Regions from separate parts of the Muntiacus reevesi genome. Here regions 2 and 3 are each linked to region 1. A link is a contact called in public Hi-C data. All regions are on one chromosome and are shown on one strand. Each heading gives the region's core, a stretch centred on a gene start, on an enhancer-like site or on the middle of the called end of the contact. The rest is flanking DNA. Distances are from core to core; before and after follow the strand shown.

Region 1 (4,974 bases), core at 1,095-3,594:
GCACTGTCAAGAATGAGGAGCAAAGGAAACTCTCATGTAATTACAAAGGAATATAAATTGGTACAGCCCCTTTGGAAAACAATTTGACAATAGCTAGTAAAGCTGAGCCGGAGAAGGCAACGGCACCCCACTCCAGCACTCTTGCCTGGAAAATCCCATGGACGGAAGAGCCTGGTAGGCTGCAGTCCATGGGGTCATAAAGAGTCAGACAGAACTGAGCGACTTCACTCTCACTTTTCACTTTCATACATTGGAGAAGGAAATGGCAGCCCACTCCAGTGTTCTTGCCTGGAGAATCCCAGAGACAGCGGAGCCTGGTGGGCTGCCGTCTATGGGGTCGCACAGAGTCGGACACGACTGAAGTGACTTAGCAGCAGCAGCAGTAAAGCTGAGCATGCACTTTACATATTCACGTATCCTTTACAACTCAGTAATTCAACTTCAAGATGTATACTAGAAGCTACTGCATAGGTACAACAGGAAACCTACAGGAACATAGCACTGCTAAAAAATAGTCACTCCAAAAAAAGAAAAAATCCAACAGGAGATGGATTAATAAATTGGATAGAACCAAACATGGTTTTTCTAGTAGTCATATATGGATGTGACAGTTGGACCATAAAGAAGGCTGAGCTCTGAAGAACTGATGCTTTCAAACTGTGATGATGGAAAAGACTCTTGAGAGTCCTTTGGACTGCACGGAGATCCAACCAGTCCATCCTAAAGGAAATCAACCCTGAATATTAATTGGAAGGACTGATGCTGAAGTTGAAGCTCCAATACTTTGGCCACCTGACTCAAAGAGCCGACTCATCAGGAAAGACGCTGATACTAAGAAAAGATAGAAGGCAGGAGGAAAAGGGAACAATAGAGGATGAGATAACTGGATGGCATCATCAACTCAATGGACATGAGTTTAAGCAAACTCAAGGAGATAGTGAAGGACAGGGAAGCCTGGAGTGCTGCAGTCCGTGGGGTTGCAAAGAGTCGAACACAACTGAGCAAGTGAATAACAACAAAACAATGGAATATAATGCAGCAGTTTTTTAAAAAGCAACTGCAGCTATATATAAAAAATTCCATATGTGATATCATCTAAGCAACACTTCTCAAATATCATGCATGCAAATTACCTGGGGATCTGGTTAAATGCAGATTCTGATTCTGTAAGTTCAGAATGGGGTCTGAAATTCTGCATTTTCAACAGCTCTCTGCTGATCCATGGGCTATGCTTCAAGTAAGAAAATTCTCAATATACTTAGGGATGCATAAAATGATAGAACTATTTTTCTTTTTAAATAAAAGGCAAAGATAAACACTAAATTCAGGACAACAGATATCTTTACCTCTGACTGGGACAGTGGTTGAATAGGTCCTGGTGATGCTTTCTTAAACTGGCTGTTGGGTCCACAAGTATTCTTTGTATCTCACATGTTACATATAGTATCGCCCATATCAAATATTCTATCTTTAAAAAAACAATGAAAAGCGTACAAAAATAAAATTACAGGCAAAGAAGCTAGGTGGCGTCATAGTCTTGGGTAAATAAAGAAGTAGTCCTGTAGCGCTACACTAAACTAAAACAGATATAATTTGCAGAAAAAGTGTTGTCTGTTCACTAAATACTCCAGAAATCCAACCTGCCAGGCTAATTCTTTTCAGCCCGGATTAAAGAGTAAGGATTTGTACTATCCAAGTTTTTCAAATTTAGTGGATTTTATGAATCACCTGGCATTCTTGTTAACAATACAGATTCCCAAGTGACTCCAGTGTAGATCCTGATTCTGGGCATGCAGGAAGTAGCCTGGGAATCAGTACTGAACTCAAGCCCCAATTGGTAGGGTGAAAAAGCTCCGCCCGCCTCGTAATGGACTTGCGGTTAGTAGGCTGTGGGGATGTTCGATCAGCCCCTGTCGGCTCCGAGAAGCCCCCACTCGGTGGGAGGGCAGCCCCCTACCCACCCCTCGCCCCCTGCCACAGTTAGCACAGTAAATCCATATTAGCGCGGCGGTCACCCCTCTTTCCCGGAGCTATCCTCTTTGGCTCTTCTGGAAGAGGCTCTCCAGAGAGGCCCTGAATGACAGAAACCTAAACAAGAGGAAACAATTACGGCACTAAGTAATTCATTCTCAGCAACTTAAAACCTCACAGACTCGCCTCGGAGGCCGCCTCTCCCAACCCCGGCCTCTCCGAGCGTTTCTTCCCTCCGCCTCCCTCAGAGAACGCGGAGAAGAAACGCGAGAAACGAACACGGGGCGTGGCCTCATCCTGACCAATGGAAATGGGAGGCCTGGCCCTGAGTCTTCCTTTCATTGGCGCAGGGTCCCCAAGGCGGCCGGGTCTAGCCGTACTGAGGCGGAAGTCGCGCGACAGCCGGAATGCGCGCCGAGCCTCCGGACCGGCAGCGTTTGCGCCGCCATCATGGTGCGGAAGCTTAAGTTTCACGAGCAGAAGCTGCTGAAGCAGGTGGACTTTCTGAACTGGGAGGTCACAGATCACAACCTGCATGAGCTACGCGTGTTGCGGCGTTATCGGCTGCAGCGGCGCGAGGACTATACGCGCTACAACCAGCTGAGCCGTGCTGTGCGCGAGCTGGCCCGGCGCCTACGCGATCTGCCGGAGCGTGACCCGTTTCGCGTGCGCTCCTCGGCCGCGCTGCTGGATAAGCTGTATGCGCTCGGCCTAGTGCCCACGCGGGGATCGCTGGAGCTCTGCGATTTCGTCACGGCCTCGTCCTTTTGCCGCCGCCGCCTGCCCACCGTGCTGCTTAAGCTGCGCATGGCTCAGCACCTCCAGGCCGCCGTGGCATTCGTGGAGCAGGGCCACGTGCGCGTGGGCCCCGACGTGGTCACAGACCCCGCCTTCCTTGTCACGCGAAGCATGGAGGACTTTGTCACCTGGGTTGACTCGTCCAAGATCAAGCGGCACGTGCTGGAGTACAATGAGGAGCGTGACGATTTCGATTTGGACGCCTAGCGGATCTCCCCTCGCCAAGACTGCATTTTACAGATGGGGAGCCTAGTGGATCTCCCCTCGCCAAGACTGCATGTTATAGATGGGGAAGCTGAGACACGAGCTTGAGATTCTATGAATGCGCGTCTCCGCAAGAGTGTATCAGCCAGTCGTCGGTTCTTAAGAACTTGCCTCCTCAGCTACAGGCCACGCGCGGAGCCAAAGGGTACGCCCTTTTCCACGAAATTTTCTTAGCCCTTGGACAATTGGTAATTCAGTGACTGCCGTAAGAAACAATGGGAAGCGGTTTTGTGCCGCACTGGGGAATTGTTATGTCTCGTACCTGAAACATTGCGGTGTGAATGCAGGGACTTGGGATGGGGGAGGGCCTACCCTCGCCCCCAGCTTTCCTTTCATTTCCTTGTAACAGGAAGTGTGGTTTAATTTAACTCGAATCCTTGCTCTTGTTCGTGATTAAACTGTATATAGATGTCGTAGAGGTTGGTCTCAAGTTTTCATAAAATGGATGATATTTTAGTGGTCAGAGTTCTTTCTCTTGTTTAAAGGAATGCTCTCCTAATGCCAATAAATGACCTACCTGCTTTTTTTAAGTGCAGATTTTTGTCTGGGTTTGTCACATAGGGTCGCATCTATAGGTCTCCCTGAATTCAGGAACCCACAGAAGAATAGTGATGGCAGTGAGCTGCCTGTGGGTGAGACCTGCCCTGGGTTCCACGTGTGGAGGCTGCAGGATGTTGTACAGGGCTGGGCAGATTTGTCAGTTTACTGATCCCTTCCTCAGAATGAGTGTTTTGGCAGAACTCTTCCCCACAGGACTTCCTGTTACTATTCCAGCCTCAGGAAATACCATATTAAAGGGCTGAAGTGTTTGCTTGCCTAAGGAAATAATCACCCTGTAGCTTGTCCATCTAGTGGTTAGAAGTAGCCCAGGAGGATCTTGGAAAATTCTTAGGAATGGAGCCCTCAGAAGGCCCCAGGGCCGCCTGCCCAGAGCAGCGGCTCCACAGCTACTATCCATCACAGCCTGCCATCACTACCTGCCCAGCCTTTAATTTAGAGAAAGGTTAATTGCCCAATTAGAGTGGGTTTTATTGAGGGGCACAAAGGATGAATTGGGAGTCAGAGAGCCTAGCCTGATGACAATTGAAGAACATGAAGGGAGAGGATCTGTTCTAATGCTGCCGGCTCACTGGAAGGAAGACTACTTCTTTTACTCAGTACCACTACAAGGAAAATAGAATGCCAAGACCACTGGGTTGCTTTTACCTGTACCGTCTCCATTTCCCCAGGTGTAAGGCAACATTTGGTGAAGAAACAAGAGAAGGTGACACGGGAGATGACAGTAATAGCAGATGCTTCTACTGTATGTCAGACAATTAGTGCATTACGTATCTTAATCCATTTAATCTAACAATTCAATGATGTGGGGAGCCCAGTTATCTACTTTTCAAATAAGGGAACTGAGGCAGAGATGGGTCAAACTACCCCAGATTGCATAGCCAATTAAGTGGTGGAGCTGGAATGCTTCTAAAGAGTCATGCGGGACTTCCCTGGCAAGACAGTGGTTAAGACTCTGTGCTTCCAATGCAGGGGGCGCTAGTTTGATCCCTGGTCGGGAACAAGGATGTCCCATGGCACAGGGCATGTCCAAACAAAAAAAAAAGTGCAAACATTGTCACAGCCAGCCCTTGGGAAACATCAGGGTTTAGAGAGAGTTCTTGACCTGAGTTTCCAAGCGAGCAGAGAAGCAGCAGCTCTAGACAACATGGTTGGTCCCCAACAGGGTGTAAAGGTTTGACTTGAATAAGGAGCACGCATTGAGTTGCCAAGGTTTGACTAACATTCATTGAGGTCCTGTCTGTGTTAGGCTGCCATTTCTTTTCCTAACAACCCTTACAGGTAGGTGGTGGTATTTACACATTTTCAGTTTGGCAAACAAATTTGGGAGAACTTGTCCAAAGCTGGGGTTCAGGTCTAGGCTCATGGAGCTGTAAAGACTGT
Region 2 (4,974 bases), core at 1,361-3,860, 200 kb after region 1:
CTGGTCACTTGAGCACATCTAGATCACCCATTAGGTTTTCTCTGGGACCTGCAGTTTGGCCTTGGGATTGATCATCTTGTGGATTTGATTCCTGACGAGTACCTTGCTGCCCACCCTTTCTTCTCTCCTCTGGTTCTCAGCCTCAACAAGTTCAAATCAGTCGTCCTTTTTAGCTCCCGTGGAACTGTTTTGTACCTGCTTCTTTACTAGTCTGCCCTAGTGCCATCCACCAGCTTTACTCACACACACACACACACACACACACACACACACACACACAATTTTAACTTGGTTTTTCTTTTTTTTTGTAAATAATGTACATACTGTCAATTTTTTATTAAAAGAAATATGCTTTGATGTGCTAGCATAACTGCTCTAGCTTCTTGTGTACCATAGTTCTATGTGGCTTCAGATTTAGTACCTATGAACAGATGTACAAGACATTTATTACACTTTTTACCAAAGGGAGTTACCGTTGTAGTACTTTTGTGTAAAACTTGTCTTCCTTCTTGCCCCAACTTTTTTTTTTTTTTGTAAATAAATAAAGCTTGGTTCTTACTTAAGGAATAAACTCTCAACACAAGTCCCTTGTCCTCACCAGAGAATACTGTGAAGCAGGGATTTGGGCTTCAGTTCCTTATATACATACAGTACAAAAACAGGGTTTTGCTTTAAATAGTTAGCAGTCAGTTGTACTTGTCCCAAATCAAAATATCTCACATTTTAAAAATAGAGTTATTCATTCTTTTGGTACATATTATACCCCCTTATTTCAGCTGTTTGGAAATATTTTACATATGGGTATGTTGTGCAGCTGTATAGTTTGTGCTTCTCTTTTTTTTCTTACCTTTATTGGAAATGGGAGTGAACAGCTTAAATACCAAACTAGTGTTTGAAAGAAGTGTCTACACTGTGTGTGATATAAATGGGGTTAGGAGGGAGAAGACTTGATACATTAGCAACTGCAAATGGAATATATACGTATATATATTTTTTAATTACGTAAATTTAAAGCAGCAGATATTTAAACATGAGTGATTAGGATTTTTGTATGTGGGCAGACTGGCTTTTCTGAACAAACACCAACTGAGCCCCTCCTGGGACTTTGGTGAATTTTTCTCCAGCAACCATTACTCTAGTCAAAGTAAACAACAGTGTTCCTGTGTGGTTTTGTTTGCTTTTTAATTAAAAATCCCTAATATCACCACCACAAAACCACAAATTTTTTTTGCTCTGGAGTTTCCTTACGAATGGTAAGCTTACCTGATTTTTAGACTTTTTTGTTGAGGGGGGCAGTGGAGGGATGGGACAGTTATAGGAGACTCATCTCACATGTGTGAAGCGGCACCAAAGGCTGTGGGAGGAGATTCTGGTGAAGCTGCAGCACTGCCTCACTTGGAAGGTGGAGTGATACTGATGGGTTGGGTAGGATCTTCAGGTTTTCCACCAGTGACTCAACCCATCCCCATCTGCTTGCTTAAGAAAGATCCTGTTGACTTGGAGTTAATAGGGGGAACTGACTGAACGTGACCCAGGCAGCCCCAGCTATTGCTGTGTCTGCAGAGGGTTATGTCCAGAGCAGCTGCCTGCAGGTCAGGATAGGGTTTCAGGACCAATCCTACTAGTGCAACCAAAAGAAGGGAGCTTCACCTACAGCCAGGATTTACAAACAGCATTTTTATGTCTCCTGCCTTCTGACATCTGAGCTCCAAGCTCAGCTCAGCCTATCTTACAGCAGCAAGTTATATTTTAAGTCATGTTTGGTATTCTGTACTTAAGTCACCTTTCCCTACGATTTGCATTTGAAATGTTGTAAACTTGGTCAGTATTTCTATTAAAACATCAGGGGTCCGTTATGTTGTGTATATACTTTTCTTCCTGGTGATTTTATAGAGAAAGATTTCATCCCATTCCCAGGAGGGAGGTGGGGGAAACCTGCCAATAGACTACCAGAGTAACATGAGGATGAAATTGGAGGTGTTTCTGGTATTATGGCTTCTCTGAACTCATCAGTCCCTACAGAGAAATGCATTATTCTGTTAGGCTCATAAATTCTATGTCTGATCTGCCGTCTCAAAGTCTTAAGTTTCTGGCAATGGGCAGCAATTAGCCATATACATAAAATAGAACACGTAGTAGAGGGAGCTGAGGTTACTGGAATATAAAGCACTCCCTATTTAACACACGTCCGCCGAATGGCTTCAAAGCACCGGTCCCTGGCGCCACCTTAAGCACACACAGGGCCATAGACAAGGAGGTTCCTCTTGTAGCTTCTGAGACTTAAGTCACCTGGATCTGCAGCAACCCAAGCTCCCACCAGTCGCGCCTTCGGTCTGTTTCTGTCCTAGGCTTTTCTCAAAATCGAAACGTCAGACTTCCTATTTTACTTAAGGATTTGCCCAGTGGCGACCAGCTTGGACCGAGATAAGAGTAAAGCCTCAGAAGCGCAGCTTTTAGTTTTCAGCTCGCTGCTCAAAGTTCGGAGCAGCGGGGCTTCACTGAGCCGCTGGTGTTCCACGGAAAGTTGCCCGGGCCTGGAAGGCGCCTTTTAGGCGCCGGAACCTTTGGTTCCAGACCGAGGACCGCGCCGGCAGCGCCTGGGGTCTTCCGGGGAGAGGAGAGAGGAGCGAGCGCGCGGTGATGGCGGCGGCGCCGGCCCTGAAGCACTGGCGCACTACGCTGGAGCGGGTGGAGAAATTCGTATCGCCGCTCTACTTTACCGATTGTAATCTCCGCGGCAGGTGTGGCCCCCTTGCCCAGGACACCCGCCGGCCGCATCCACGCGTATCTAGCCTTCCCTTCCGAGGGGAAACCCAAGCTTCGGCCACGTGGGCCGAGGGACAAAGTGTCCGCCTCAGATAGTGCTGGGGCCCGGGAGGAGAGGGTGGGGAGAGACTGTGTCATGGGGCAGCCCTCCCGGCGGTGGATGGAGGGTACGCGCATCCCCACCCGCCGGCTGGCCCACGAGCGCGCACCACCTGCCCCTCCCGCCTAGGCTCTTCGGAGACAGCTGCCCAGTGGCCGAGCTCTCCAGCTTCTTGACGCCCGAAAGACTTCCCTACGAGGAGGCAGTCCAGCAGGACTTCCGCCCCGCGCAGGTCGGCGACAGCTTCGGACCCACGTGGGTAACGCTCCAGAGAGGACGGAGTCCCTGGGCCCCACCTCCCAGCTTGCTTGACTCCCCTATAAGCCTCCTTTGTCGGCTCTCTGCCCGAGACTGTCACTTGGGGCAGAGCAGCACCCTCTGCTGGAGATAGCTCCCTGGTTCCTCAAGCCTTCATGGAAGAATTTTCTCTTCCCCACTACTCCCCGCGGGCTGCCCTGTGGCTCAGATATTAAAGAATCCGTCTGCAATGCAGAGACTTGGGTTCGATCCCTGGGTTGGGAAGATCCCCTAGAGAAGGGAACGGCAACCCACTCCAGTATTCTTGCCCGGAGAATTCCACGGACAGAGGAGCCTGGCGGGCTACAGTCCATGGGGTCACAAAGAGACACGACTCAGTGACTTTCACTTCACTTCTTCCTGCTCAGTGACATCCCTTGGGAAGGGCACTCTAGGACAGATCACAGACCCCTGACTCTCTGCCTCCTTTTCTCACCTTGCTGCACACCCCATTGCTTCTTTCTTTTGGATCAAAGCTGAATATCTTGTGGTGCTGCAGATTCTGGCAGAAAGTCTCAAGCCTTCGCTGACCCTTAATCATAGGAAGTATGTCGAAAGGACAGGGCTTTGACCCCTAGGCTCATCTTAGTGGTTCTGTTGCAGATGGTGGACCTGTTGGTTCCGCGTAGAGCTGACCATCCCAGAGGCATGGGTGGGTCAGGAAGTTCACCTTCGCTGGGAAAGCGATGGAGAAGGCCTGGTGTGGCGTGATGGGGAACCTGTCCAGGTGAGGAGCCTTGCCCTGGGTCAGGTATGGCCACTTCAGCCCTGGTCTCTGGCGAAACGACAGCTGAATGGCTATGCCTGCAGGGTGGTATCAGGATTTCAGGACTGGATGGGTTTTTGCTTAGATCCCTGTGTAACTGTTCCTTCTTATATTTAAGTGGATCACTTAAAGTCTCAACATAATTAATGCTAAGCCAACTCTGCCACTGACTGGTCACCCTCCCATTCTAGAATGAAACTAGTTACTAATCAAATACAATAATATGTACAGCAGATGGACTTATTAAGCCTTTACTAGATGCTAGGTGCCAGACTAGTGACTTTGCAGACTATATCACTTCTTATTTTTAATTTTTAGTAAACTAGTTTTTATTATATGTAATATATGCTTATGGCAGCTGGGGAGGAGGACTTTGAAACAGTTCTGGATAATATAAAGTTTACAAAGTCCTCTTTACCTGAAATAATGGGTCTCTCCCACCTCACCCCCAGTTCCTCAGATAGAGCCACTATTAAGTGCCTTGTTTATGCATCCAACTTTATCAGGTTTAACCTTTATAATCCTATGTGATAGATTTTTATGGCCAGTGGCTCAGACAGTAAAGAATCTGCCTGCAGTGCAGGAGACCTGAGTTCGATCCCTGAGTCAGGAAGATCCCCGGAGAAGGGAAGCTACCCACTCCAGTATTCTTGCTTGGAGAATTCCATGGACAGAGGAGCCTGGCAGGCTACAGTCCATGGAATTGCAAAGAGTCAAACACCACCAAGCGACTAACACTTTCACTTTTCACAGACAGAAACTGAGATATGTAGAGGTTAGCACACTTGCTTGGGTTCACACAGCTTCCATTTCAGTTTGACTAATCCTCAGTCTTGGGTTAGGACTGCTGCTCTTCCTGTGCAGAAAGGCAGCAGACCCCTCCCTCCCTCCCTCCCTTTCTTGGCTCAGTGGATGTCTCCTGAGTGCCATCTCTGCACAGGTCCCTGTGCTAAGCACTGGGATGTAGTGAAGAATGAAGCACACCTTTCCCTGACCTCATAGTGTTTCCCGTCAGATGCTTATTCGGGGTACAGAGGCCGTCAGA
Region 3 (4,974 bases), core at 1,665-4,164, 130 kb after region 1:
AGTTCAACACAAAAGAGGACTCCTGGGAATCAGAACCTGGCTTCCCCCTGTGACTTCTCCAAGGAAGGCCTTCACACAGAGTCATTCACTCTTTCGTTCTCACTGATAATCAGAGTAGGGGTGAGGTGGGGGTGGATGCAACTGTTAATGAAACTGGAGGGCCAGTGTCTCCAAATCAAACTTACTAATTTCTCAGAGTCTGGGAGTGACTGTGTTCTGCAGGGATCAATGTACCGAGCCAGAAACAATCACAGGACCTCTTCCAAGGGGCCCCCTTGCCTGACTGCTGGGGACACTGGGGACTCAGGGGTGAATTAGTTACTGTCCTTGAAGAACTCAGTCTAGAGGGTGTTCAAGAGGGAATTCCCATCAGGGTGGTGCACTTAGGAGGGTAAGAAGTGTCAGTGAAGTCTGGTTCTCTGAACAGGAGTAACTGTCCTAGTTTGCAAATGCTCCATAAGTAACCTCATTTACAGTACACCCACTGTAGTTGAGGTTTACAGTCAGATGCTTGGGCCTTTGGCCTCCACAGTAGTTTGGAACCTCACTAGGTGTATTAAAACACGTTTTTATCATCACATGTGATCTACATAACAGTATGGACTGCTCTATGAACTTCTTGTACAGGACAGGAGGCTGAACCACAGGAAATAAGAAGACCAAGTGGAAACCACGGGGCTCAACTTCCAGACAAATGTTCTTTCTGCTCTATTACTCTCCCTCATCTTACATTCACACAGTATCTGTTATGCTTTCACTTAGGGCAGAGCATCTTGGGAAATAAAGCCCAAATCTGAGATAGGGCTCCAAACATCATGAGATCTCTGTTCTGATACAGAAAAACTTGGTCTTCAGTCTAAGGGTCCCCCAGGCTGGGAATGTACTTCAGCCTCCATGGCCTTGCCAGATGCTGGACCTCCCACAGAATACACAACCCTCACCTCCTGGTTTTTCCTTCTTTACACCCTTTCCTTCAGTAATTCCAACCAAGCTGCCACCCAGATTCTAGTCCCTACACCTGACCTACTTCCCTTCCCAAATCAGTGTTCCTTCCCACCTGCTCTCCTTAGTAGCAAACTTCCCTCCCCATTAGAGTCCCCCCATCCCCATGGACTCTGAGGGACGGAAGGGTCCTTACAGACTATCTTTCTACTCCAATTTTTCACCCCTATTTTTGCAGAAGAGAAACAGGCCCAGAGGGAGGAAGGGACTTGCCTAAGGATATACTGCTAAATCACTGACCATGCTACCCAGATTGCCGAACCACCAGCCTCAAGCTCTTCTACCTCTTCACACACCAGCCACTGACAACTCCTTTCCCTCCATAACCCACAATGATCAGTCCTTTTTGAGTCTTTCTCAAACACATCTCCCCATTTTTATTCCTGCTTACCCATTGCCACTGCCCTAGTCGTCTTCCTTACATCTCACCTGAATTGTTGGGACAGCCTAACTGGCACCAGGCTACCCTATTCTGCCACAGGATTTAAAGGCCCTTTGCATTCTGACACCCCACCTCATCCACACTAGCTTCTTTTCCTGAATATCTCAACTGGTCTTTCTTGCTCACTCACTGTGTAACCTGGCCCCAGGGTCAGCTCTGTTGAGCACAGGGATGTGGGGTAGCCTCACCATCCCCCCACAAAAAAAAAAAAAATTCAAATGATCCAGGGAAGCGTCTGAGTCAGAATTTTGACTAGGGCTGCTGAAAATAGGAAGGGTTTCTGGATTGGGGGACCAGGAGAGACAAGAAATATCTTGCCTCCCCCCACCTACCCCTACCACCAGAAGATGTACCTCTAGTCTTCAAACCGCTCATTACAACAGCCTTTCTGCCTCACCTTGCTGCTTGTAGTCACCCTTCTCTCAACCCACCCTCAGAATTCATCCAGCTGCTGGGATATTCAGCATCTTAAATGGTAGTTCTGGGCCTGTGGTCCTGTGACCCAGCATGCTGCTTGTACATTCTGCTATACAAATCTTTAAGAATTTTAACAAGGTGGAAAAGTCTTCTCTTTGACTCACTCCATCTTTGCAACTCTGGTTTTCTTTTTTTTTTTTTTATTAGTTGGAGGAACTCTGGTTTTCATTACTATAACCACACTTGAAGAAGCTTTTAATACTGCTTTGCATTTATCATTTTGTGTGCTTTGCTGAAAATGAGTTAGTTGCCCCTCCGTTTCTGCTGAGTGACACCTCCTCCATGAAGTCTTCACCCAGTTTTCCTCAGCTAGAAGAATCTCCCTGCTCTGAGCCTCTGGAGGTGTCTCTATATTCATTTCCAAATTGCCTTAGCTCTTCCTGTATCCTCTCTTCAGCTAGGTCTGAAGCCCTAAGAGGGCACAGAGTGAGCATCTCATTCAGTTTCTGTAATGGCAAAAAGCAGCAGGTGCGGTATGAATGTGTCTGCCTCACCCCTGAAGGTGCTCAGGCAAGTGCCTGTTACCCCGAAGGCAGGACTTCCCGCTTACACCGCTCAATTTTTAGGCAGGCGCCGGACACGGTTAGGTTACACAGCCAGGGGAGTCGGGACATTCCAGTCAGTCGCTAGGGTATCCTTACCCGCCCCCTCTGCCCAGTTCCAAATGGGGTGTGTGTAAGAAGGATGTGGGGGCCGGGTAGCCCCAATAGCTCCTCCTCCAGGTTCACCCAGCGGATCTTCGAGTCCCAGGAGGTTTCCTTCCAGTCCAAGGGCCTCAAGTAACTCCAAGCGGCGGTGCGGTAGAGATGGGGCCCTCTGCCATGGTTGCGCCTCCCACTCACAGCTAGTTTAATTAATTTATTTCTATTTTTTGGAGGGAGGGGGCGTTCAATGAAGGGGAAGAGGTGGAGCAAGGGGAGGAGGCGGGCCCAAGATGACTGACGCGAGCACCGGGGAGCCAATGGCCCGTAGGGGGCGTTCCCCCCCATTCAGGACTCCTCGCCTGGCTGGAAGGTATGTTAAACAGCTGCTTTTAATTTGGTCTCCCCAATCTCGGGCGTTTGGGGGGCTTGTTTGCCGGCCGGTCCCTTTGACCAGTCAGCCATGGTGCAGGCGCCGCGGGCCCTGGGACGGAGCTAGGGGAGGCTTGGAGTCCGGCGGCCGAGGGAGGCGAGGGGCAGGCCAGGAAGGAGAGCTCTTGGCGCCGCCCGCTCACCAGTGTGTGTTTCCAAGCCGGGCCGGATCCGCGGGGAGGGGGTCGGCCCGACCCGGGGTCGCCAGTGTACCGGCCGTGCTGCCTAGTTTATTTCACCGAGCGGTCGGTTTCGGTAGGTTTCGGCGGTGGGCTGGGTAAGGGGCCGGCAGGAGGAGATCCCTCGCGCTCCTGGAATGCCTTAAAAAATTATTGTAAAGAAGAAAAAAGGGGAGATTCCGTACACCGACTGGAACCGGGCCCGAGCTGCGGCGCGCGGGCTCGGCAGGGGGCGGCGGCCTGAGCTCAGCCGGCCGGGCCCACCAAACCGCCCGGAGTTGATCGAGAGCTGGAGTTAGCGAGCGAGCCCAGGCCCGCAGCTTTCCCCGCTAACCACGCTGGGCGAGGGCGGCAGCCGCCCAAGGGTTTTGTTTCTGTCCGTAAACTTGTCGGAGGGGGCGGTGGGCGCGCTCAGAAGAGGCGCGGGCTCCTTGGGCCCGCGGTTGTTATGGACTCTGGGGGCGGGGGCAACGCCGGACTTGCGGGAGGGGCGGTCGGGGGCGGGGGAGGCCACCGGAAAGAGCCCCAGCGCCTCGGCAGTATACCCATGCGCCGGTCTGGGCTCTCCGAACTCCCGGGCCGTGGCAGGAGAGCCAGCGTTCGGCGCCGGAACCCGGCCCGGGGGTGTGGAAAACCTCCAGGAACTCGGCGGCTTCGACCCGCAGCCCCAGCTGATCCCTTTGCAAACATGGAGCTGCCTCCTTCCCCGCCCACCCCAAGGCGGCGACGGCAGCTCCTTTCCCCTCCCCCTGCCGTGCTGCTCGCCCGCGGAAGGGGCGGGGGCGGGGGCACCGGCGAGTGAGCGCGCCCACGAGGGGGTAGCCTGAAAGGGGCAGTGAAGGTCGGAAACTGGGCAAACAGTCTCCACGCTCGGATCGGGAAAAGGAAATGCATCAGCGGGCGGGAGGGGCGCGGGGGGCGCGCCTGTCAGCCGGGATGGCGGCCGCGGGCTGGGGGGCGGGGCGCCGGCGCGAACCGCGGAGGTTGGGCGGGGCGACGCCAGGAGAGGAGGCGCAGGGGCCCGGCCCTTGGAGCGCCAGAATACCCCTGCTTCCACTCCTTGGCCTAGCCTGTTTACTATACTCCGGCGACGGCTTGTGCAACCGGCCTGGAGGCGAGCTGAGGGGCGGGGCCTTCCCTCCTCTCCTCCACCCGTCTCGGGCTTCTTCAGAGGGCCCGCCTTCTCTTGTTTTCCACTGGCTGGGCGAGGCTCCCTTTTTTCCTGCTCGGTTGTTGATTGGATGACATTCTTCCCAGCTCCGCCTATCGGAGGCCGGGCTGGAGTTTAAGTTGCTAGGATTTTTTTCCGTAAAGGGCGGAGGGAGGATTCCGGCGGCTTACGTGAGGCGCAAGGGTCCGCCCCTACTTCTGATTGGTGGGGTGGATAGTCCCGCCCCCTACGGGAGAGCGAGCTTGGAGGGGGAAGTCCACCCCTGTTCCCCGCCCCCTCCCCTAGCGTGTGTGTGCGCGCTCAGCACATGTGTAAGCCGCGCCTTGCTCCTTCGAACAGTCCTCCCGCCCGGAAGTCCCGGGCTTGGAGCCCTTGGCAAGGGGGGCGGGGAGAGCCGAGAAGGCACACGGTTTCCTCCAAGGCTCGAGATCTGGTAGCCTTCGCTTTGAAGTTAGGGGTTGACGGTGTAAGGTGGCTTTGCTCTCGCGGTTCTGTAAGGGTTGGGAGGAGGGGGTGTGGTCTGTCCTTCCTCGCCAAGTACAAAAGTTTTGACCCTGCATCCTAGCTTTTCTCGCGACTCAACTACCCGGAGACTGCCGTAAACCTAAGCTTCAGAACGCTGCGGACGCT

What was found. A called contact is a pair of places that touch in the nucleus more often than the background predicts.
Region 2: a contact with region 1 is called in a Hi-C map of muscle, with 12 times the contacts expected there. The contact joins the promoter of MAN2C1 here to the promoter of IMP3 in region 1. A contact is called at or near these places in 2 of 3 Hi-C or Micro-C datasets (blood and muscle).
Region 3: a contact with region 1 is called in a Hi-C map of blood, with 3 times the contacts expected there. The contact joins the promoter of SIN3A here to the promoter of IMP3 in region 1. A contact is called at or near these places in 2 of 3 Hi-C or Micro-C datasets (blood and muscle).

Annotation. Positions count from the first base shown.
Region 1 is chr15:31,200,956-31,205,929 of mMunRee1.1, forward strand. IMP3 (IMP U3 small nucleolar ribonucleoprotein 3) reads left to right here and starts at 2,345. Exons shown (of 1, transcript XM_065906334.1): 1 at 2,345-3,561. The coding sequence starts at 2,422. The coding sequence ends at 2,976.
Region 2 is chr15:31,403,668-31,408,641 of mMunRee1.1, forward strand. MAN2C1 (mannosidase alpha class 2C member 1) reads left to right here and starts at 2,611. Exons shown (of 25, transcript XM_065905976.1): 1 at 2,611-2,741; 2 at 2,996-3,121; 3 at 3,767-3,890. The coding sequence starts at 2,641. It overlaps SIN3A (SIN3 transcription regulator family member A), which reads left to right. Exons shown (of 21, transcript XM_065906794.1): 21 at 1-1,856.
Region 3 is chr15:31,330,658-31,335,631 of mMunRee1.1, forward strand. It overlaps SIN3A (SIN3 transcription regulator family member A), which reads left to right and starts at 2,915. Exons shown (of 21, transcript XM_065906794.1): 1 at 2,915-2,935.